Regions from separate parts of the Ovis aries genome. Here region 2 is linked to region 1. The links are chromatin contacts, called in public Hi-C maps. All regions are on one chromosome and are shown on one strand. Each heading gives the region's core, a stretch centred on a gene start, on an enhancer-like site or on the middle of the called end of the contact. The rest is flanking DNA. Distances are from core to core; before and after follow the strand shown. Region 1 overlaps MIPOL1 (mirror-image polydactyly 1). Region 2 overlaps MIPOL1 (mirror-image polydactyly 1).

Region 1 (7,686 bases), core at 3,179-5,678:
TTGTTCTTGGCATTACATTGCTGAATTCAGCTTATTTCTTCAGAACTTCTTTAGTAAACCAGAATATTATTTTTCTAAAACTGAAATAAATGTTCAACATTTTACATGATTATTCTGTAAATAACTTTTTTTGATTGAAAAATAATACACACTCACTGTAAAAATGTGGAGACAGAAATATTTTGCATAGTTTTGTAACTTTCTGTGTATATTTAAGATAAATAGAACATGTTTTCAAATTATTTAGTATTCATCAAAGGTATAAAATAGAATAGAATAGACTTTTATCATAGGGACATGACATATTTGACTGAACCAGGATGCTCCTAAAATAAGATTTTACACCATTTCCAATTATTCACTATATGAACAACACTGTAATGAACATCTTTCTACACAAATCTTTATGTATGTACATAGACAATGAGTTAGGAAAATTCCTAGAAGTATGATTACTACATTAAAAATCAGCTTTTTAAGCTTTTTACTATGTTTTAAAATTTTCCTCTGTAAACTTGCTATAAATTTATACTTTCCAAGAGTATAGAAACTGCCAAAGATTAATCAGAAAATTATACAAAATACTAAGGAGCAAAACTATAAAACAGCAACTTTCTGGCAAAACCTGCCATCACTTCATACATGTATTTAGTAAAAATAATGCAAAGACTATATAAAACACTTTCTAAAAATGTGATCTTTACATTCAAACCTTCAATATATCTTGATATTAGCTACAATTTTTACTGTGAAAGAGATAAGCTTATCTCTGAAGTATTAAAATCAATTATTTTATGCACTTTTGAAATATAATTTTAAGGGGTATTTAACCTATTTTCTGCACAGAATATACACTTTAAATTTTAATAGACATCAATGGGAAAATTCTGTGAAATATAATTATTACCTAAACATTTTCCTCTTTAGAATTAATTAAACATATGGAAAAAGTCAGGAATCATTTTTTGAGAAGTCTTTTGTTATTTTTATTTTAAATACCCAAACTGCATGATAAGTTCTCAAATGCTTGATATCATGCTAAAGTCCATAGCATGCCACACCTAGTAAAATATTCCCAATTGTTGGTTATTGTTATGTATAACGGTTTTTGTTTTCTCATGTTCATTTTGTTGTTTCCAGAAAAATACAAACTTTTCTAGGGAGGGAGGTTATAAAATTGGCCATAGTCTACCTGTAAGCATTATTTGACCTAGCACTCATTACAATTTTAATACTCAAAGGATTCTACAGCCAAAGATAGTAATATAATTTGCATTCTATCAATATTTCTACTTGCTGCATTTCACAGATATGGACCTTTTTGTTTTAATCTGAAATAACTAGCCATATTCTTGAAATCCTTTTTTCTTCCAAATTAATAAATATGCAACAGAGATATATGTGGTGTATCATTATATTAATACTGTTACAGCATTTAGGTTTTAAATTGAAGGCTAGCATATTTTATTAATGCCCATTATGCACACGTGCATGCTAAGTCACTTTAGTCGTATCCAACTCTTTGTGAACCTATGGCGTGGAGACTGCCAGGCTCCTCTGTTCATGAGAGTCTCCAGGCAAAAATACTGGAGTGGGTTGTCATGCCTTCCTCCAGGGATCTTCCTGACCCAGGGATTGAACCTGCACCTCTTTCGTCTCCTGCATTGGCAAGCAGGTTCTATACCGCTAGTGCCACCTGGGAAGTCCAACGCCCATTATATATAGAGAGAGAAATGGAATTCCAATGTGTATTATTTCTTAAAATGAATAGTTTGCTATTTTCTGTTCTTCTGATATACCAAACTAAATGACTCTTGTTCTTCTTAATCATTATATGAATCAGCATCATCAGAGATACAGTATATAGTAACAAATAATTTTTTTACAAGAGAACAATATACATATTTTCTTACAACAACTTTTACTTTTATGTGTTAATTAGTTGGGTATCTTAATATATTTGCTACAACAGTAGATGATATTCTATACTTTTAACATTTACCTATTAATCTGACTAGAAAAACATAAGTTACATATTTTAGGGATTCAATGTTCTGATGCTTTGGACAATAAGCTTATTTTGTCTCTACCAAAAATAATTGAAAATTCTCTGTAATAAGAAAGACTTAATTGTTTTTACTAGCAGTGTAAATTTGGATGCACAGAGAAGAACTTGTTTACCGAGAAAAGGTGGATTAAATGCTTGCAGAATCAGTATGGTATGCTAACTAAGCAAACTTCGTAACCACCGAATTATATATAAAATGTAACTAAAAAATAGATAGATTTATGTAAGGAACTAAGGAGTTCTTTTGGCTAAAACCCAATATTGGCCTTATTTCAGTTTAATTGGGAGAGGATCTCAAATTCATCTTCTCCATGAGATATCAGGAACCTGGATTTCTCTTTGTACCAAAGGTTAATAAGAAATGTGTCTGCAAAAGTCAAACAGCATTAAATACCAAAAACTGATTATTATTCTACAGCAGTTGTTCTGTCATTCATAATCTCTCCATGCTCCAACCTTCCACAGCTAATCTTTAATGGATGACATGCAAGAAAGAAAAATAACATATAGAGGAGAGACTCTAATGACAGGGTTTAAGAAATAGAAAAATAAGGCTTTTAAAGAAATATAAATGTTCTAAATATCACAAAAAGAACTTAAAAAAACTAAATCAATATTCTTTGTGCAAAAATTCACACATCATTGTATACTATAAATACAATAGATTAGTAAAAATTAAGACATTAAACACTAAAAAACGTCCACTGAGATTGTTTCAGAAAAATGAAAGGTTTATTAACAAATTTTTTTTTAAAGTTATAACATCACTCACCTAAGAGAAATTAAATTAAGTGGATGCAAATAAGGTAATACAGTACTCTCTGTCAAACTCAATTTAAGTAAATGAAATTTTGAAGTGTTTGTGATTTAATCACTTTTATTTAGATAAGAAAAGATACTTACTTAAAGGACAATGTTTCAGTTGTGCTTCTCTGAAATATCTCCTAGTATCTGAAGGTCATACATGCCAATAATTTACATCATATTATTCACATGTATAATTTAATGAATTAAAACACAGTAAGACCTACGTAGCATATATTTTCCTTTATTTTCTTTTTGGTAGAGATTTTTAAAATTTTCATATTTTCAAACTTTCCAGACAAAGTTAATTCTGAAAAGTCAGGGCAAACAAAAATCTATGTGGATAAGATGAAGTAAATAAAATATATATTTTAAACAAGGAATATAAAAAACAAAACTATATATAAGTAACTATGAAATACTTATATTAGCTACACTTGATATGCCCCCTATTAGATCAAGAAGTCTTAAGGAAACAAGATGCTAATATCATCTCCTTATCATCATAATTACCACTTATTGAGTGCTTTCTAATGGGTTAACTACTTCATAAACATTATTTCACTTAAATGTCACAGCAACCTATTAAGTAGGTTTTAACCAAATCTTAGTGAGGCTGTCACTTACACATGATAAGTAGTAAAAAGATTAGAACAAAGGTCTGAATCCAAAGTCTAAGTAAGCATTTACCACCATCGACTACAATGACGTATTATGAATAAGAAGTGACTGCAAACAAAAAGACATGTCTGAAATACCAAACCTGTCTTATTTGCTGATGCATATTTAGTGCCTAGCACAGTGTCTAGTATATACAAACCCTTCAATAAATATTTCTTGTTTAACTTTTAAAGAAGTCAGCATAGTTCCAATTAAATGCCTACGAAAAGTTTCAATGGTGGTGATGCTCTGCTGCCGATGTCAAAAAAGAAGGGGAAGGTAAAAAGTCAACCATTTGAGATTTTATCAAGATACAGGATACAACTGCATTTCAAACTCATGAAATCACTTTACAATGATAATACATTATTCACATTAAAAACTAACAGAGAAGCAAAGGAAACAGTAACAGTCTACATGAAGGTTTACTATAAGTATATATCAGATTAAAACCCAAACCTTGTGCATCCTATTTCATCAGATCCATATTTAAGTAAAATGTATTAGTGATAATATATTTTTCGGGAATTTTTCTCATCATCCAATCCTGGTTTCCAAACCTTCTTCTTTCACTTTTCTCTTTATTTACCTCTTAAAATCTATTAACAGTAAACTATAAATTCTAACTGAAAGCTAAACAGAATAAAAATATTATCATGACTTGACATTATCAAAGGTTTAAGAATTTCATAAAGATAATAGTAACCAAATATTAATATTAGCTACAATTTACTGAGTACCAGTTATACCCTAGGTGCTTCTATACATTATCTCTAATCCTTAAAATAATCTGGTAAATTAGTTAATATTTACATCTGACATGGGAGAAAGTAAACCGGGAGAGGCTAATAAGTAACTTGCCCAAAGGCACATGGTTGGTATTAAGGGTCAAAGCTGTGATTTGAACCTTAGTCCATCTGATTTCAAAGCTTATAGTCTTCCCATTGCTTCAATCTGTCTCACAGAGTACTGGGAACGTTTGTTTTTATATGGTTTTGATTATACATGATTCTTATTCTTATGAATCATACAATCAACTGGGGGGAGATAAGATGAACTAATACATATAAGTTACATAATAGAAACAAAAAAATAAATAAGGGGAAATTCAGAAAGACAAGAAAAACAACATAGGTAAAATGGCAAGATTTGATCAAAGCCATTACATGGACTTCACAGAATTTTGGTTTATATAATCTTTATGTGTCAAACCTATCGCAGGAATGATTTTAAGATTAGAGAGCAAGTAACAACAAAAAAATCACATCTTTTAAAAGTAACATTTACTATTTCTAATACTACACACTCACTGCAAAAAACCCAAAAAGGCAGAAAACTGGTAACTGAAGCACTTACACATCCATTCACCAAACCAAAATTTGACTCTAATGTTATATTACATATATGTACATACAGTTTTTTAACAAAAATTATATCAAGAATACAGCTTCCCCCTAATTTTCATTTAACTTTGAGTCACAAAGTTTTTCTCATATCATTAAATATTCTTCATAAATGGTTTTAAATTATTGCATGATGTCTCATACCATAAATGTACCTGAATTTATTGCTATCATAACTAATACTGATACAAATATTCTTATTTATACAAATATTTACAAATCATATACTTAAAGAAAATGGCTATTTCCTGAGAATATCACATATTTTAATTATAATTTTATTTGAAAAAAACTATAGATGTACATTTTTGTATCCTATTTTCAATTTTCAATGTCCAGATGTTTTAGCATTCTTTTAATATAGAATATTTTGATTTAAAACAGTATTAGTTAGCTCCAGAGAAACTATATAGCACTTTCATTTTCATCAACTTAGGATGTTATAGAAATATACTAAACATCTTTCAAACATTCAACATTAAAGTATTTTGTCATTAATGAGAAAATTTGATTAACAAGAATGATAAAGCAATCAAATTCTTTCCATCTTATGCAGGCATGATTCATACTGTTTAGTCATAGGGAACCCTTAAATATATACCAATAAATAAATATTTAAAGTATACGATTAGCTATACTATACAAAAGTTTAAAGAGTGAATATTAATGCTTAATCAGTTTTCCCCTCCAAGAGATAAATGAGCTATGTAGACATATTAATTCATGATTTTCAATAAATCACAATGGCCTAAACCTTAATAAATTATATCTGAAAGACATATACAAACTTAAATTATAATGCAAACACTAAAAACAGATGTACTTCTTATAATACCATTCCAGCAATTAGTACACATATTTGATTATAAAAAGCCAAAAACTTAAGTGTTCTAAATTTATATTTGAACTACCCATTTTAACATACTGTTAATTTTCCTTAAAATACATTACTTTCATATTTTCCCACTAAAAAAGAAACAGAAAATTCATAGTAGTTTAACATTAATCGAAAAACAAATATCTGGTATTTGGCTGGAATACTTATTTCTCAACATCTTTGTTATATTTTCTTAGTGATGTTCTACTTTGCACAGTAATGTTTTAAAGACATATTATACCTATTAATTTGTATCTGACCTAAAACACCAGAATTCTTTCATATAAGGCAACCAGGTTAAGTGATTTATACAGTGATTTAGGGAAGGAGAGAAAGCAAGAGAAAGAATCCATCAGAGATACTTGACCATATCTGTAACACATCACAGATACATTTTTAAAATTTTCTCCTTACAAAGGCTTGTGAATGAACATAGACTCCAAAACATATTTTAGGCAGTCATTTATAATTTTAAACTCAGGCAATCCTTTACTTTAATCTTTTCAGGGAAGACATTATCTTCATCATCATCCATGTCATCAGATGAAAATTAACTTCACAAAACAGATTTTTGAATCAAATGTAGGTTTCCACTGGCAATGAATATATGACTATCTTCATACAAAGAAGTATTTCCTCTCAACAAGCTAAAACAATAAGTGGTATCTGAACTGCTGGGATGAAAGGTAGAGGCACTGGTAATCATTATTTCCCCTTGTTTGTTCAGGCCCTTCCAACAAAACAAACAACCTTTTTGTGATTGGATTGACATGGTGTTAACAATGCATTTAATGCCCAAATCAGTATGAATACAGGTAAAGCTCTCACTAATACCAGTACCAGGATGTTAAAGCCACCTATTTTCTAAGCAGCCAAAAAAAAAAAAAAAAAGAGCCAGAGCTTTCCCTCCTTTGGCAAATAAGTTAGCATGCTAGTATTCACCAAGCCACATCAGATAACAGCTTTGCATATGATTTTTAATGCCATATGTTAATACTCATATGCGATACCTGCTGTCTTTTCAGCAATTTGAGCTTCTGTTGCTTTTTCTTGGAGTTCCAGTTTAAGCTTCAATTTTCTGTGTTCTTTATCCTCTTTACTCAGTTTCTCTTGAAGCTAAAAAACATTGAATAAAACATGGATTCTTACGAATATATCTCTTGCATAAATATAATTAATCCCAGTGTTAATTTTTACTTTCTCTAAACCCTTATGGAATAACATATTAACTTGATGAATGTGTAACTCTTGGGAAAAAACAATCTTTATTGTTTTAAGATAATTTACAAAATAATAATTACCTGAAATGACATAAAATTATAAAAACATTTTAATATATATACTTAATAGGCAAATGAAATTAAAGAAGGAATATTATTATTATTAAATATACTGCAACAAAAAGCAATCTGATAAATTCTTTGTCTTAAAGCAAAAAGCTTGGAAGGGACCATTGTAATAAAATAAAGGATGGCACAAATTACAGCTTCTCTTAGTAAGGCTAAGATTTTGAAACAAAATTAATTAAGATAATAATCTTAATATTTGATACAAGTCTCCCTTTGAGAATGCTATGCCATCAACTTCCATTTAAATTGGCACTGGCACCTGATTCATAATCGGTATGTAATAAATAACTGCTAGATGAAAGTACAGAAAATAGCTCATGCTTTCGTATGGAGTCCTTCCAAATGTTTTATTTTTAATTTCTCCCTCAGCTTTTGTCGTTTGTGTTGTTTTCCATCAGACATGATCGACACTCCTAACATCATGTTTCAGTTTGATTAGGTCAAACAAATAGAATATTATAATCAGAAGAGTATATAGAAGTTAAAAAAAAACAGCAAGCAGAGAAAATGAACATTATTTAATAA
Region 2 (7,686 bases), core at 1,856-4,355, 160 kb before region 1:
ATTAAGTCCTATATATATAGTTTTATTTCACATTATAGAAAGCCTAGGATAAGCACTGATGCTGCTCTCAGCTATGAAGTTTAAATAAATTCATTTTATGAGACCATTACAAAGGCACAGTGCTTGATACACAGCTGTTGCTGTACCGTTGTTTGTTTAATTGAGTTGTTGAGTAGGGTTCAGTCAGTACACACAGACTGGAAGCATGTGCTTTGCTTTACTTGGAATTGGGCGGCTGCATGGTGACATGTCAGGCCCTGCTTCCCCTCCTCATGTAAATGAATGACTAGTGTGTGCTGGGGCACTTTGCTAGAGCTATAGTAGTGACTAAACACACATTTCAAATGACTGCAAGTGCTATCAAGGAAGGGATGTGATATTTGAGTTGAAATTTAAAGGTAAGAGTAGCACTAACTAGAAGAGAGGTGATGGAAACATTTCAGGCATAGGAAAGAGCATATACCAAGGCTTCATAACAACATGATGATCTTATTACATAGTAAGTTAGTAAGTATTAGTCGCTCAGTCATGTCTGACTCTTTGCAATCTCATGGACTGTAGCCCACCAGGTTCCTCTGACCATGAAATTCTCCAGGCAAGAATACTGGAGTGGGTTGCCATTTCCTTCTCTTATTACATAAGGATATATTATATATTTATCTATTTATCTGTACTTTATGTATATAATAAGGATGGCTGATGAGCTCAATGAAGCCCAGCTACAACCAGTGTTTGTATCACTGAACAAGTGGTTGGGACTAGATCAGAGGGCCTTTTCAGAACATAAGGAGGATTTTGCTTCTTTTCCTAAGGCAAATGAGAAACTCCTGAAGGATTTTAAAGAGAGGGGAACAAGATTTACCTTTTAAAACAATTGCTCTAGTCTGGGTAGGGTGTGTTTTGTGTCTCTTCATTACCTTATATGACAAACAGCCTCTAACTGCTAAGATGCACCTTGCTTCTTCTCTGAGTGGAATTTCAAGGGCATGGAATTATATTGAGGCTTCCCTGGTGGCTCAGACAGTAAAGCGTCTGCCTGCAATGTGGGAAACGCGGGTTCAATCTCTGAGTTGGGAAGATCCTCTGGAGAAAGAATGGCAATCCACTCCTGTGTTCTTGCCTGGAAAATCCCATGGATGGAGGAGCCTCGTAGGCTACAGTCCATGTGGTAGCAAAGAGTTGGACACGACTGAGTGATTTCATTTCTTTTCAAATCTGGGAAATAAAGTTCTAGAACTCACATTTTCTTTATTTTCCTTGGCTCAGATATTCCATTTATGAAGTTTTTTGCTTTGTTCTGTTTTCTACCAGAGATTCTGACTAAGTTCAAAGGTATGCTAGTCTGGTCTAAAAGATGAGATTTTTCTTGGACTTACTTTGGGATCATCTCATTTAGAATCAAACTGTCTGTGCTTGCTATCTTCACCTCAAATTCTATTCAAAGCTCTGCTATCTGCTCTATCCACAGCTGCTCCAACGATGATGTTGCTCATTTTTCAATCTCTATGTTTTACTATCTATTAGAAGCCAATTCTTTCTGAAAATGCTTTCTATAAAAATACATTTTGGCTTTTCTGCTTCATCAAAAGTATTTCTTGACACTTCTTAATCTCCTCTGGGAGCTTCTTTTTCTTTACCCAACTTTTAACTGTTGTTGTCTTCTCACTTCTAGACCCTCTCCCTTGATTTTAACTCAGTCCCATGGTTTCACTCAATCATTTATTTCGCTAATGACTCCCAACTCAGAAGTCTTTCTCTCCAACTCAGATTTCTATCCTCAGCAGCAGATCTACACAAGCACCTAGTAGACATCTTCACTTGGCCATCCTACAAATATCTACAACTCAGTATATCTAAAAACTAAACTCATGATCTCATTTTATATTCCTCTACAAATCAGCCCTTTCTTTCCCTGTCTTCTCACTGGGTACTGCTAGTGTTCATGCTCAAAACCTATGCATCATCCTTGACATCTATTTCTCACATACAATCTAATCAATCCTTTTGATTTAAACTTAAATCTCCCTTGTATCTTTCCAGTATTTCTTTCTAGCCCCATTACCATTATCATAAATTTAGAGTGTCTGCCATTATTTTCTTAAGTGGATTACTGCAGTAGTCTTCACTTGTTCTTTGCCTTGAGTGAGTTTTCTAAAGCACAAATGTGAATGTGTGACTACATGGATTAAAACTCTTCAATGACTCCTCACTGCTCTGAGGGTAAAGTCCAAATTCCTTAAGCATCACTTACAAAGCTCCTCATGCCTCTCTTTCTAGCTCATTTCTCATTATTCACCTATTTAATCTCTACACTCCAGGCCAGAATGAACAGCTTTCATATCTCCCAGAACACTGACCTTATTCTCTGTTACTTATCTAGCCCCTACTCATCCTTTAGATCTCAGCATGGATATGAGTTTCTCTAAGAAATCTGACCTGTTGTCCAGATTAGCTGATCCTCTCACGTGTTCCTATAGTACTCTGACCTTTCAACTGGATAGCTGTGAAGCAATTTTTTCCCCCCCACCATTTGATCTCTGCTGCTGCTGCTGCTAAGTCACTTCAGTCGTGTCCGACTCTGTGTGACCCCATAGATAGCAGCCCACCAGGCTCCCCCGTCCCTGGGATTCTCCAGGCAAGAACAGCAGAGTGGGTTGCCATTTCCTTCTCCAATGCATGAAAGTGAAAAGTGAAAGTGAAGTCACTCAGTCGTGTCCGATTCTTGGCGACCCCATGGACTGCAGCCTACCATTTGATCTCTAGTGCCCAGAAAAGGATTTAATAAATATTTGTGGAACTGACGGTCTGCTTCATGTGGTTCTTAATTTTTTTTTTTTAATGTTTTAATGGCTGACTCGAATCTCTGTGATTGGTGTGTGCCCTGCAGAATCTAAGTTATGGATACGTACTGGTCTATAGTTAAGCAATGCGGCTTCCAGGTTGATTGCTTTGTGAACACTAACAATAAGAAAAAGCCTAAGATTTAAAAAGAAAATGAAAGAAAGAAAAGCAAGCAAAAATAGCTCCCACGAATTATTCTCCTCTGGAGGGGGATTTCACCTTGACTCTCATCTACCATGGTACTGCTGTGGATTTCAGCAGTTTTCCTGGAATACTAGATACAAGTGCTACTGGACTCCCCTCTGGTGGATGAGTGAATATTTGCTCGTAATGAAATAATGTCTGAAAGGAGTCATTCATTTAATAAATACTTATTGAGCAACTAAACATATAGAGTACTGAGTATACATTAAAAGCTTGGGGATATAATAGTAACCAAAGCAGATAAAAATGTCTGATCATACAGAGATTTTGCTCACTACCTTTATCTTTAGTGCCTGGAAGAACTGCTTAATATTTGCAAACTGACTAATGAATGTTGCTTAAGGCCTGCTTCTAATCTGAATCATTCTGCGTTTCCTTACATCTTGACGGCCTTGCATTCTAGATGAGGGATTATAAGGCAGATGCATAGAAAAAGAAGGAGGGCTGTAACACAGTTCTTCCGGTGGGTAATCGTTCTGTCTCCCTTACTTTCTTTTATATCTTTAATTTTGAAATCAATTTTTACCATAATATAGCATAATCAACAAATGTTAGCTTGTGAAATTTAAGAGTTCCCTTTATAATGAATAGAGTTATAAGAAAATATCTTTTTTCATAATTTTGCTGATAATTTTGGCTATGTGTTATTCACATACAGGGCTTCCCAGGTGGTGCAGTGGTAAAGAATATGCCCGGTAATGCAGGAGACACAAAAGATGTGGGTTCTATCCCTGGGTTGGGAAGATTCCCTGGAGTAGGAAGTGGCAACCCACTCCAGTATTTTTGCCTAGGAAATTCCATGGGCAGAGGAGCCTGGTGGGCATGGTCATAAAGAGTCGGACATTTCTAGGTGTGTACATACTACATACACTCACATATACCAGAATGATTCCCTTAATTTTAGCAAATTACACATGTGCTCTATATAACTTATTTAAAAGGAAATCAATTTGATAATTATTGTTATATTTGTAGCAGTTTCTCTGTATAATATGTGAAAATTGAAGACATGAATAAAATCAGTGCAAGCTTCTATCCGACCGCCTTATCTATATGTCTTAGGGATTATAAAGATAAAAGTAAGGTTATTGTTCTTTGAGAGCTAAAGAACTCAGTAAAGCACTCATTCAGGTTTCTTCAGAAGGGAATATGTGATTTATCAGCAGGCTGAAAAACACTAAACGTGCCTTATATCACATTTATAGGCATCAGAATTCTTTAAAAAAAATGTAGCTAATAATCAGGTTGAATGTCATTTACTTTTGTTTTGGTCTCCAGGAAATATTGTTTACTTTGCTTTAAAATTTATGTGAGTCATTTTGGTTATATGCCTTTTTTAATTAGCTTGAAGGAAGCAATCACTGGGGAGAAAGCGGAAATCAATTCTGATCCGATATTGATAGCTACTGTGCTGTAAACTGTGTGTCCTTTCTAATTAAATGTAAACATGTTCAGTTCTAAAGTCCAGCGGCAATGACAACAGTCACTAGGAAAGATTGCCTAAGTACTTACTGCTCAACTGATTTGCCTGGCCTTTCTTTCTTTCATAGTTGTGCTTGTGCAATCATCGCTGGGGTGAATGCTGGTTGTAACTGACTTTTTTTTAGGTCATCTTCAGAGAAAATATTTGACAAGAATGTAGAGTGCTCTGTAATACCTAAAGTTATTTATTAACTATGTCCTTCTGATAGCTAATCAATGGCATTGCACAGAGTCAAATTTGTTGCACCAAACTGCCTCCCTGCCCAAAGCTGAGTCTTGGTAAATATTTAATGGCAGTAGAGGTGTTTTGCTAGTTATCAAACTGATATGCTAAAGGACTCTTAAAAGCAACTTTATCTTGCCTTCTCTTCCATAAATGATTTGCTCAGCAATACAGTATGTAGGTGTAAAAGCATCTGGATTTCATTTTACTGGGTATCCTGCTCAGAAAAAGACCAAATGAGAATATGAAAAAATGCTCATTTTAATCAGTACTCTGTTACTTAAACATAAGAGGGGAAAACAAATCACCAACTTCTCTTCTCTTCTCGGCAAAATGCCAACTCAAAGCATAAAACAACCTAGCCTCTGCATTTTACTAAACACTGCACCAGACTTTTTCAAAACTCATTGTAGGCTTCTGTCATCAGGAAATGTTATAAAGTTTCTGTTGCTACAGAGTTGCTACATGCCCTGTAAAAATCAGAAGGCATTTGGATTTTTGCTTTCTATTCAACACAATAAAGGTTGAGTTTTACACCTTTACCTTTTTAATTTCTGAATTCTTAGGCCCTCCTGTTTCACTTACTCTAACTTGTGGTTGGGCAAAAACAAACAAACAAACCTGACAACTTTTTTAAATTTGGAAGAAATCTTTTCAGGTTTAAATTTCATTGGAATATTGATAACTGTTTAGACTCTTTCTAGAAATGAGGCTCATTTCATCTAAAAATTTAACACTAAATTTACTACCAAATACTGTTTTACAAAGTATGAATTTTAATAGTCTAACTACAGAAAGCCACAAATTATTCTCCTAAGTATCAAATAAGAACCTGTGACTCAAAGCATTGTATTAAATTAATGGCCTTTTAAGAGGCATCCTACATCAAAAGGATTAAAATTGAAAATTAAAAACAAGTGTGAAAGCAAAAAAGTTTAAAGTTAAGCTTTCAGAATGAAAAAATTTTACGAATGTGCCAGATTTGAGGTGGAAACACTGGGTTTAACAATACCTGGATGACCTGTTTACTTTACTTTGTGGTGGTCTGAAAGGAATGTTCATACATTTTTTTTGGCCTGACATGGCTAGTGCATAGAACAGAAATAGCCACCTACTATCAGTGACATATGAAGTTAATTTTTTAAGATATTATTAGATGAACCAATTATATGAAAGAAAGGTTTCTGAATCTTTCCTAAAACCCTTTCTAGGAGGTCTTTAATAACATGGTGCTTTGAGAGAGTAAGGCACTATTCAGTTCAGTTCAGTCGCTCAGTTGTGTCCGACTCTTTGCGACCCCAGGAGGTGCAGCACGCCAGGCCTCCCTGTCCATCACCACCTTCTGGAGTCTACCCAAATCCATGCCCATTGAGTCGGTGATGCCATCCAACCATCTTATCCTCTGTTGTCCCCTTCTCCTTCGGCCCTCAATCTTTCCCAGCATCACGGTCTTCAAATGAGTCAGCTCTTCACATCAGGTGGCCAAAGTATTGGAGTTTCAGCTTCAACATCAGTCCTTCCAATGAACACCCAGGACTGATCTCCTTTAGGATGGACTGGTTGGACCTCCTTGCAGTCCAAGGGACTCTTAAGAGTCTTCTCCAACACCACAGTTCAAAAGCATCAATTCTTCGGTGCTCAGCTTTCTTTATAGTCCAACTCTCACATCCATACATGTCCACTGGAAAAACCACAGCCTTGACTAGATGGACTTATACTCCAACTGTAAGGCACTATTTCCAACTTTAAAAGGAGTTCATTTTTACATTGCTAAGCTCTACATACTAAAGTTTGGAAAGATGGCATAGAATATGTATGCTTTAAAATTAGTATTTCTGTTTATGTCTCTTGAAAATATGTCTATATTCATTTTGATATATATTATGTGATATAATGGTATTGCCCTACTTCTCAGAATTTGGCCAGGGATGCAGATCAGACAAGAATTAGGGGCAGGCCAGCAGGCGCATGTCATGGGCCTCACTTTTAAATGGTCACAAAAAACTCACTGGAATAAACTTAAAATTTGCACAGGTGACCAATGACTCATGTAAATGCAAAAAAGTAAATTGGGTTACTTCCCTAAATAGATGAGTACCTTACCTAGAAATTTAGAATATTTTTTTTTGCCAGCTCTGATACATAATTGCATATTATAATGTATGATAAATAGCATCAATTACACTTTACCAGACAACTAACTTCTGAAACCAAAACATATGATGTGATGCCATTAAGGGATTCAATTCTAATATGTTTCTTCAAAAGTGTCTGGTTGGGAAATTAAAAAAGACAAGTAAAAGAAGCTGTGGCAGTACCTAGCAGGGGCACCCAGCTCAGACAGACTGAAGGGTAGGGAGTATAGGAGCTTCTTAGAAGACATTATGTCTAATTTGAGTCTTGAAAAGGAACAGGATTTGATCTATAGTGGATGTTGTAGCTAATGATGGTGTATATCAGCACACACTATGTGTGTATCAAGGTGGTATGAGAAAAACCTTGTGGAAAATATTTAACTCATTACAGGCTTGCATAGTCGGCTAGTGCTAAAAAGAAACCGTCAGATCTTTGTAAAGTAGGTGAGGGAGAGACTATTTAGTGTTCTCTTACTGACAAGTGTTTTCTGAATCTAAGAGAGGGAATAACTGATGATCTGATTGCTGAAAGGCCAATGTGTGGAAACTCTGGTCTGGTTGAGGATAGGCTCATTTTCACTGTCATCACTCATTCATTCAACAAATATTTATACAATATCTACTTTGTGCTAGACACAGTTCTAGGCACTATGGGGAGAGCAAGGAATAAAACAGACTAAGATTCCTACTCTTCTGGAAAGTTTGAGAATGAAGTTTACTCAGCTTTATTTAGCAAAGACATACCTGACAGCTGAGGTCCCTTTCTGGAGAACTAACCTACAGCCTTGGTCTGAGAGGCTC

What was found. Hi-C and Micro-C count contacts between places; a contact is called where the count stands out from the background.
Region 2: a Hi-C map of liver shows a contact between it and region 1, with 3 times the contacts expected there. The contact joins two enhancer-like sites. A contact is called at or near these places in 2 of 16 Hi-C or Micro-C datasets (both in liver).

Annotation. Positions count from the first base shown.
Region 1 is chr18:45,240,698-45,248,383 of ARS-UI_Ramb_v3.0, reverse strand. MIPOL1 (mirror-image polydactyly 1) reads right to left here. Exons shown (of 18, transcript XR_009597113.1): 5 at 6,823-6,928. Among named protein-coding and RNA genes, the nearest start is that of MIPOL1, 81 kb to the right of the region's middle. Within about 2 kb of position 4,428, at least 2 of the 54 cell types and tissues checked have an H3K27ac peak or open chromatin away from gene starts, as enhancers often do. A contact at or near this core is called in liver, where this site is marked.
Region 2 is chr18:45,395,345-45,403,030 of ARS-UI_Ramb_v3.0, reverse strand. The region is part of intron 10 of MIPOL1 (mirror-image polydactyly 1); the gene reads right to left. Among named protein-coding and RNA genes, the nearest start is that of FOXA1, 110 kb to the left of the region's middle. Within about 2 kb of position 3,105, at least 3 of the 54 cell types and tissues checked have an H3K27ac peak or open chromatin away from gene starts, as enhancers often do. A contact at or near this core is called in liver, where this site is marked.